Regions from separate parts of the Zea mays genome. Here region 2 is linked to region 1. Evidence: chromatin contacts called from public Hi-C data. All regions are on one chromosome and are shown on one strand. The core of a region is the stretch at or near the end of the contact, and the rest is flanking DNA. Distances in the headings are between cores, read along the strand shown.

Region 1 (4,277 bases), core at 738-3,237:
GCTGGCCACCTCCTAACTGCCTGCGCTGATGCCCAGCAGCACCCAGTAGCTCCACCCTTCGAACTTCTCCCGTCGCTGGTGCTGCCAACACCCCTTGCCAGGTCCGGCGCAGGCCCCTGCTCGGCTGGACCCGCCCCGTCGCCCTCCCCCTTCATCGCCGCCATCGTTGGTTCCGTCGCTGCCGCGGCCTTCCCGACCGGATCCACGTTGTTGCTGTCTTCTCGGCTAGATCCACCATCCCTTTGGTCGGATCGCCGTCTTCATGGCTGGATTCGTCGCTGCCGTGGCCTTCCCGACCGGATCCACGTTGTTGCTGTCTTCTCGGCTAGATCCACCATCCCTTTGGTCGGATCGCCGTCTTCATGGCTGGATTCATCGCTGCCGTGGCCTTCCCGGCCGGATCCACCGATACCCCTTCTACTCTGCAGCGGGCGCGGACACCCTGACCGGTGCAGACGCGTGCGCTGTCGTCGGCCTCCCTGGCGGGGCTCCTTGACGCCTGGACGATCGAAGAAGCAGGAAGGTCGGCCTGCTGGTGCCCTTTTGTTGTGTCGCCCTGCCGATCGTTGACGCTCGAACGTCGACCCCTCCCGAAGATCAGGCTTTTGCTGCGCGTCTTCCGACCGCGACCACCTCGACTTCGGCTACCTCGGCATCTAGTGGCTATCGTCTTCTTGGAGCACACAACGGTCTCTACTCCAGCCGCAACATTCGCACCATCACGACACTGCGACTGCGGGGGGATTTCAACCCGTCGGCTCTTACCTTCGGCCTCTACTCCAGTCTCATCGTGTGTGGTGCCCCCGTTGCGATTGCGGGTGGATATTAGACTGTGTGTGTGAGTGTGTGGGTCGGCACCACTGTTGGGTTGCCGGCCCATTAGGGCTGATTTGGTGACCCGGGATCCCGGGAGGATTGGAGAGGATTGAGAGGGAAATTAGTTTATTTCCCCCTCAATCCCCTCCAATCCTCTAAGGATCCTCTTGTCACCAAATCAACCCTTAGAGTTAAGGTTTCCTGTGTCTCTATATATTGTAGTTCACCTCTATGCAATACAATGACTTCACTCTTCTACAACCCCAACAAGAGGCTACCTAACAGGGACGGACGAATGGACCGACTCGTGTTCATCTCAGTTGTGGTTTCAGGATCGGATGCCAGCAGAAAATGACTGGCACGTTCAGATGCCATGCCACCTCGCGAGGACCGAAAACTGAATATGACCCGCACGTACAATACACACACATGGATACGGTTGCTGCAGCGAGGAAAAGGGCTTCTGTTCGCTTGCCTTGCCTTTGAGCCTGTGAGCCTCTCTCTCCAAAGCGGTCGGTTCGGTTCTGCTCTGTCCGTTGCGACACGCACAACCTGTGCGTTGTGGAGTGGGTCGCCAACGGCAACGGACTCCGACTCCGCGTGCTACTGAACGTACTGTACTACTACCCGTAGTCCTCCTCTTTCAGTTTTTTTGTTATTTCCCCGTGCCTTATCTTTACACATTATGTAAACCCTACCTAAAATAGGAATTCTAGGGCACTAATTATTCAAGATATAATACTAGGGTTATTTTAAATTTGTGCTTTGTTAAAGACTCATGATCCTCTCTAATGGAAATAAGAGTTATTAATCATTGAATGATTTTCTCTTTATTAAGTTCATATGTGACAAAGCCTTCTACTATTTAGAGGAATAAAATAGAATAAAAAATGAATACATGATTTGCATCCTTCTGGATTTCTGTTCTGTGCATATTTGAGTTTACCACTCTTGCCTAAAGTTGGATTTGAAATATGAAAGAATAAAGGAAAAAAGAAGAGAAAAAGAAGAGAAGAGAAAAAGAAAAGAAAAAGAAAAAAGCACCATGGGCCCATTCTAACCGGCTTGGCCCAATCTGCTTGCGGCCCAGTCAGGTAAATAGCGCCGACAGGTAGGCCACTGGCGCCAGCCGTTTCCCTCAGCGCCGCCCGGTGGGACCCGCGCATCAGACTCACGTTGCACGCTGAACCGACTTACCTGCGGGCCTAGCTGGCTAGCCAGTGATCGCGCCAGCTCCACCTTGTTACCGACAGGCGGGCCCAACTCGTCAGCTCCTCCCCCTCCACCGTAACAAAACCCGTGCATGGGTCGCACCTCCGGGTTGCTGCAACCACCGGCTCGCTTCGGCCGGGGAGTAGGGATGGACCTCCCTCAACCTAGGGGGTTAAATCTAGGGCCTTTGCGACCTTCCCCTTCTACTTCCCACGCGCTAAACCACCACGTCAGTCGCCGCCGTCGGGAGAGAGAGAGAGGCCGAAGCGAAGGGAGGCCGGGCCACCACTGTTCACACGGGGTCACGTCGCCGTTCCAACCTTAGGGTGGTTCCCACGAGCTTCGCAGGGCTTCGGCGGACGTGCTTGTGGCGGTGCCGGGTGGATTCAAGGTCGGAGACCCAGGAATTGCACTTCGACGTGCGTCCGACCTCATCGAGGCTAGCCCCAGCCACCGCTTGAACGCCGGTAAAACCACCTTCCCCTTGAAGCCGACGTCCAGGGTTCCGAGAATTAATAAAATAAAAATAGAAACCGATTATTTAGTATAAAAATAATCTCAAATATATTAGAAAATCAACAACTTCTCCATTTTAAATCCAAATTGATCCATTCCAGTTGTGTTAGCTCAGTGCTAAAGTTGTCTACACATTAACAACATCTACTTAGTGTTCTCGAAGATATATAAATATTTAGTAACCTTCTTTTATTATGTAGCATGTTGTCAAAAAAATCAAACACTTAAATTGTTTAGCCTATGTTTATCGAATTAACTGGTCCAAACACATAAACATTCAAAAAGTCTTATCTTTATAACTGTAACTCCGAATTTAGTGGTTCTCGAACCTACGATCTCATTACGATGTGTAGAACATTATTATGCAGTGTGTTCTCTTGTTTGGTGTGATGTTAATTTTTCCTGTGTAATGTTTATTTGTATTGTTTCGAGTAGACGAGCAAGTGATCGAGGAGCCCGGAGCACCACATGTTGAAGATAATGAGCAGGAGCTCGTTGAAGGCAAGTTGTGCCCTTGACCACTCTTCTTTACCCAATAATGTTCTCTATAATCAGTGTGACATGCTCAGGTTAAATTTGATGGGACCTAATAGGTTGCCCTAGTTTGTTACCTCACACCTTGCATACAAATGAATTATTGTGTAGTTTGGCTATGCTCTACTTGGTTTTTGGAAAGAAATACTTTATGGCACATGATCATGCTTTATTACTGCTAGATTATTATTGTTCATGATAAGATTATTGTGTTAACTGGAACGTGGAGAACCATCTGGGAAAACAGTGCTACCACAAGGATGGAATGGGACGCTCTTGGCCAAGTAATTAGGAAAGATAGGGAGAGACTACCTTACCCGAAAGGGTCACGCGGGGAGTGCGTCACTGCAGAGTATAAGGAGGTCCTCGGGTTGGACTGTCTATAAAGCTTTTCGGATGAGGGATTCCTATGCTTCCTTCTTCCTGAATCCGTAGCGAATTTTCTCGAACTAGTGGAACTTTGAAAAGGCCTCGTAGTGCTACCCTGCATCGTCTCCTCGGTAGAGATGAATGAGATTTCTAGACCCCTTGGCAGGTGAGTAACGCGGCTTTGTATGTAAAGATGCACAACCTTTACAGAGTGTAAAACTGGTATATCATTCGTGTTCACGATCATGAGCGGCTCGGACCCTCACATGAGTAACTTATGAAATTAAACCCATTCTGTCATATGCATTGCACTGTGGGTTTTATTATAATTGTGATCTCTTATTATATTGAGATTGTATACACATATACTTAGTAATGGCTAATAAAATTTGACCAACTTATTAAAAGCAATGCTAAGCTTTAACCATTATTTGTTGATCAACCTTACACTACGCATGAGCCTCCACCGTGAGTGAGCTCATGCAACATTATTCCTCACACTTGTTGAGCGATGAACTTTTGTGAGCTCACTCTTGCGATAATCCCCCACACACACAGGTGAAGAGCAGGTGCCACAAGAGGAGGAATACTACGACGAGGTCTAGGTGTCGTCTCCCAGTCAGCTTGATGGCGCCAAGGGAATAATATTAGTTTGTTTATTTATTATTAGTTATCTTGTAAGACATTTTCGTTATGTAATATAGTTTGTGACATTTGTGTCTATACACTGAGAAATTTTGTATGTGTTGATTTGTTTTGGCGCATATATGAGACCACCTCGAATTTATCCCTTAAATTCAGGTGTGACACATTACTATGCTGCAAGAGTA
Region 2 (4,009 bases), core at 564-3,063, 290 kb before region 1:
TTTCAACGAGAAGCTAGCGGAATAGCCCCCGTTTCATAGATTTTTTAAGGAGTTGTTGGAGGAGCCTTTGAAAGAGCCTTATCAAGGAGGCTTATGCTATCTCCAGCAAACTACGTACTTCAATCAGTATTTCAAACTTTACTATGTAAACATTGTCGTCTGCAGTACAGAACAGTCTATTGGAGTTGGCCTTAGGCTGTGGCTAGCGAACCGTGTATATGACCGTATAAAACATTGTTTTGCATTACAAATTATACTGTTTACGAAGTAAAGTTTGAAATAGAAGGTAGAATAGGTAACGCTGCTGGAGATAGCCTAATAGTAGTAATCATGCATGGTGCGTACTCGGCCTATCCCATAGAGAGTGTCACTCTTGTTTTTCATACAAATTAAATATTTTTAACTTTAACTAAATATGTATGATGCTAATATATATTTTTGTAACACTAGTCAAATTTGATGTGCTATAATCCTAAATGTTGTTAGTGAAAACGCACTGTAGCACTTTGAATCCGGGCTAGAAGCTAATAGTAAGGTCGTATAAACAAAACGGACTAGCACTTAATAAGTAAAGCAAAATTGTGACGAAAAGCTCAACTTTCTTTTTGGTTTCCGGCTTTAGCAAAAGCAGCAGGAGATATAGCAAGAGGGGAAGCGACAAGCGCAGGTGCGTGCGGCAGAGTGTCTGTGCTGCTACGGGCGCACTGCAGCACGGCACAGCATCTGTCTGAGTGTTTCGTTCGCTCATCAATTCAAGAGAGAGAGAGAGAGAGAGCATCTGTGTACGTGACTGGGGGGTGGATGATGAGACTAGTCAAATCAAATATAACGAGCAAGCTAGCACCTTTAGCACTGGAGACGTTGTCAGGCTGCTGCGTTGTCGTCGCCGTGGCCGGGGCCTGCTGCTGCGCTCTCCACCACCCGGCGAGCCTGAGGCTGCCGCGGGGCCCCGTCGCGCCCGCGCCTCCTCCTCCTCCTGCTGCTGCTGCTTTGCCACGGATACGGATGCGGATACGGCATGGACCTGATTGACGAGCTGCAGCTGCAGGCAAGTGAAAGCAGAAAAGCAAAAGCAGCGGTGAGGAACTCGACCATCAGGACACACAACAAAGCAAGAGCTAGCACTAGCAGCAGCAGCGCCTGACTGCCTGCCTGCCTCTCTCCATCTTGCTTATGTTTGTTTCTTTGTCTGATTGCCCATCTGCCTGTGTGTGTGGCTACCCTAAGACGACGACGACGACTTGCTTGTCCGAACCCAAAAATACAATTTTTCATCTTGCTTACACGTTTGTTTCTTTGTCTGATTGCCCACCGGCCGTGTAGCGCCGAGGACAATGCGAAATTTGGAAGTAGCTTGTAGTAGTAGGCATGCAGGCAGACGACAAGGGCAAGGGCCTGGCGCGGCGCCATATACGTACTATACATAGATAGATAGGCATCATGGAACCTCGGCTGGCCGGCGCCGCGGAGGTAGCAGCTGCTGACGACGGTGTACACGTACCTTCGACGATGCGAGGAGGGAACAACGGCGAGGACGACGGTGCGGCCGCCGGCGAGAGGAGCTTCATGCCGCCGCCGCCGCCGCCGCGCGATCGTAATAATTGCAAATCGCAATGCAGGCACGTACGCACGCGCGCGAGACGGCAAGGACGAGACGTTCGCGCGAGGCCAAAACGCCGCCGCTAATCTAGGGCAAAACAGAACAGAAGAGAGCAAAACAAGACGCGCGCGCTGGCTATTAATAGGCGGAGCAAGTATGGCTGCTACTAATCATTTCCTTCTTCGACGCGTGCGTTGTTGGTGGGAAGGAGAGAGAGACGACGATACTATGTGTGTGAGCAGCTATAGCGTAGCGTGTGTATATATATATAGGACGAGACACACAAGTCTGAGAGAAGTGAGTGAGGGACTAGTAGCTGGGAGCAGAGTAGAGAGGCAGGCCCGAATGATTCCCGCGCGGGGACGCACCGGCTAGTGGACAAAAAACCACCAGCGTTTCGCTAATCCTTCTCGCGGCGTGCGTGCGTTGGTGCGTGAGTATACTGTATACATAACCAACCAAACTATTAAGTTTGTGATCCAAATTCTGAATATAGAGACAATATTAGCGAGCAGAGTGGATACCCATCGTCCAAAAACTTAGGTATATATTAATGAACCTAATTAGAATTTATCGCACGTCGTCTTTTTACTTCTCTTGTAAGCCGCCGTCTACGAACGACGTTACATAAACACTTCACATCAACTGGCTGGTGCTCATAATTTTTCCTTTCTCATTGAAAGGTTTTTAAGTAAATTTATGTGTCGTGCTTCCAGATTTGTTAGTTGATCTATTTTGTTTTTTATGCTGTTTCTGCTAACACAAAGTAGCTTTGTACGTGATTTGCGAACGGACGGGTGGCTGGAGACGGACATTCGTCGCCCCGTCGCAACAAGATGCCCTCTATAATCTGTCCACAGCCGATAAATATTTATATACACGTAAGCGTAGTACGTACGTGCCTAGAACTGGTGTTTTCCTTTTTGTTTCAGGGAAGATGCCTGGCAACTAGTCCGTGCAGTGGGACGGCAACCCGGGAAAAAAAAATCTCGTTTGTCGAATAGTTAAAGTTTTTCTTTTTGTTTTTTTTTACTGAATGGACGTATCTTAAGATACTTTTTTTATAGTAAATTTAACTAAACATCTAAATGTTGACAATATCTTTAACAAGTTCAGTTAAATTTAAGATTTTTTAGACTTACCGACGTGAAGCGAGATTTACGACCTCGTTTTCATTTGGGGGGATGGAGAATCTCGAGTTCTCGACAGACTGTGTAAGGCCGTTGGTCATCGGTTGCTTTTGATGGAAAGAAAAAATAAAGGCGAGAGCTGCATGCAGCAGAGCAGAAACACGGACACACGCCGTTCCCGTGAACGCATTTATTTTTAGCTTTAGCAAGATACGGCATGGACCTGATTGAAACAGAACCAGTTGCCAAAGCGGTAAAGGCTGGAGACCACAGGAGCCGCTGTCGACCGAATTGAAGCGCGAGATGCAACACCCTACTCCTACAGCTACTGTGAGGCACAGACGTTATTTTTTTAAAAGAATTCTAGGGCTCACCCGCAAAATATAAACAGTCTCAACCCCAAACACATTCAAGCTATACTCCTTAGGCCATGTTCGGTTGGGTCTAAACGACGGGGATCGTTGTATGATCCATAGGTATCATTGCCGCTGTGAATCTAATACCAGCCCGTGATCAAATGGTTGTTCATTTAGCCCACATGTGTTTGCAAACTACGCTCAATCCAAACGAAAACCACCAATCCCGGCCTAGAATCGATCCAGAAAAAAATAGCTGTGGAACTTCACCCTAGACACGCATGGGTGTGAAAGCGACGACGGCAGCGCGATTCACAACGGCAATGCGTCCCTTCCACCACCGATCGCCGCCATCTTCGTCAGCCACCTTTTCTCCTGTGAGTCATCCTTCCCTATCTTTCCTTCTCTCCCATGTCTGTGCGCCTCTCTCCCCTTTCTCCACCGCCTGTTCCACTCCCTCGTCGGCTGCAGTTGGAGAATCAGACAACCGCGACCTCGGTGTTAGGTTTCCCGACTAGCGGTCACCGCTCGAGTGTGCCGCCTTCTATGCCGACCCCACCAAGCACTGCCCCTTCACCCGCACATCCCCTACGAGCTTCCTGGGTACATGGCGCACGACCATGCTCACCAAGGCAAAGGCCAAGACCATGTGGGTGGGAACTGATCCATTGAAAGTAGCCTAGAGGGGGGTGAATAGGCAACACCTGCAATTCTCAATAAACTTCGAACTTTTATGAGAAAAAGACGGTTTAACAAGTGAGGCATGTTCAACCGGTCTTGAGGCCGGTTTAATCGCAAATCACTTGTTCAACTGTGAACTTAATAGAAACTACTCAGATCTACAATGAATAATGTAGCGGAATAATTGAACTAAAGTTAACTAGATAGATCACAGATCTGAGATGATAATGACCAAGTCACAA

Evidence for each region. Hi-C and Micro-C count contacts between places; a contact is called where the count stands out from the background.
Region 2: a Hi-C map of tassel shows a contact between it and region 1, with 1.9 times the contacts expected there. The contact joins the promoter of an1 here to the enhancer-like site in region 1. A contact is called at or near these places in 3 of 25 Hi-C or Micro-C datasets (ear, endosperm and tassel).

What each region holds. Positions count from the first base shown.
Region 1 is chr1:246,605,406-246,609,682 of Zm-B73-REFERENCE-NAM-5.0, reverse strand. No RefSeq gene overlaps it. Among protein-coding and RNA genes, the nearest start is that of LOC100283833, 25 kb to the right of the region's middle. Within about 2 kb of position 1,987, at least 18 of the 20 cell types and tissues checked have an H3K27ac peak or open chromatin away from gene starts, as enhancers often do. A contact at or near this core is called in ear, endosperm and tassel, where this site is marked.
Region 2 is chr1:246,893,316-246,897,324 of Zm-B73-REFERENCE-NAM-5.0, reverse strand. It overlaps an1 (CPP synthase), which reads right to left and starts at 1,813. Exons shown (of 13, transcript NM_001111859.3): 1 at 1,502-1,813; 2 at 845-1,042. The coding sequence starts at 1,568.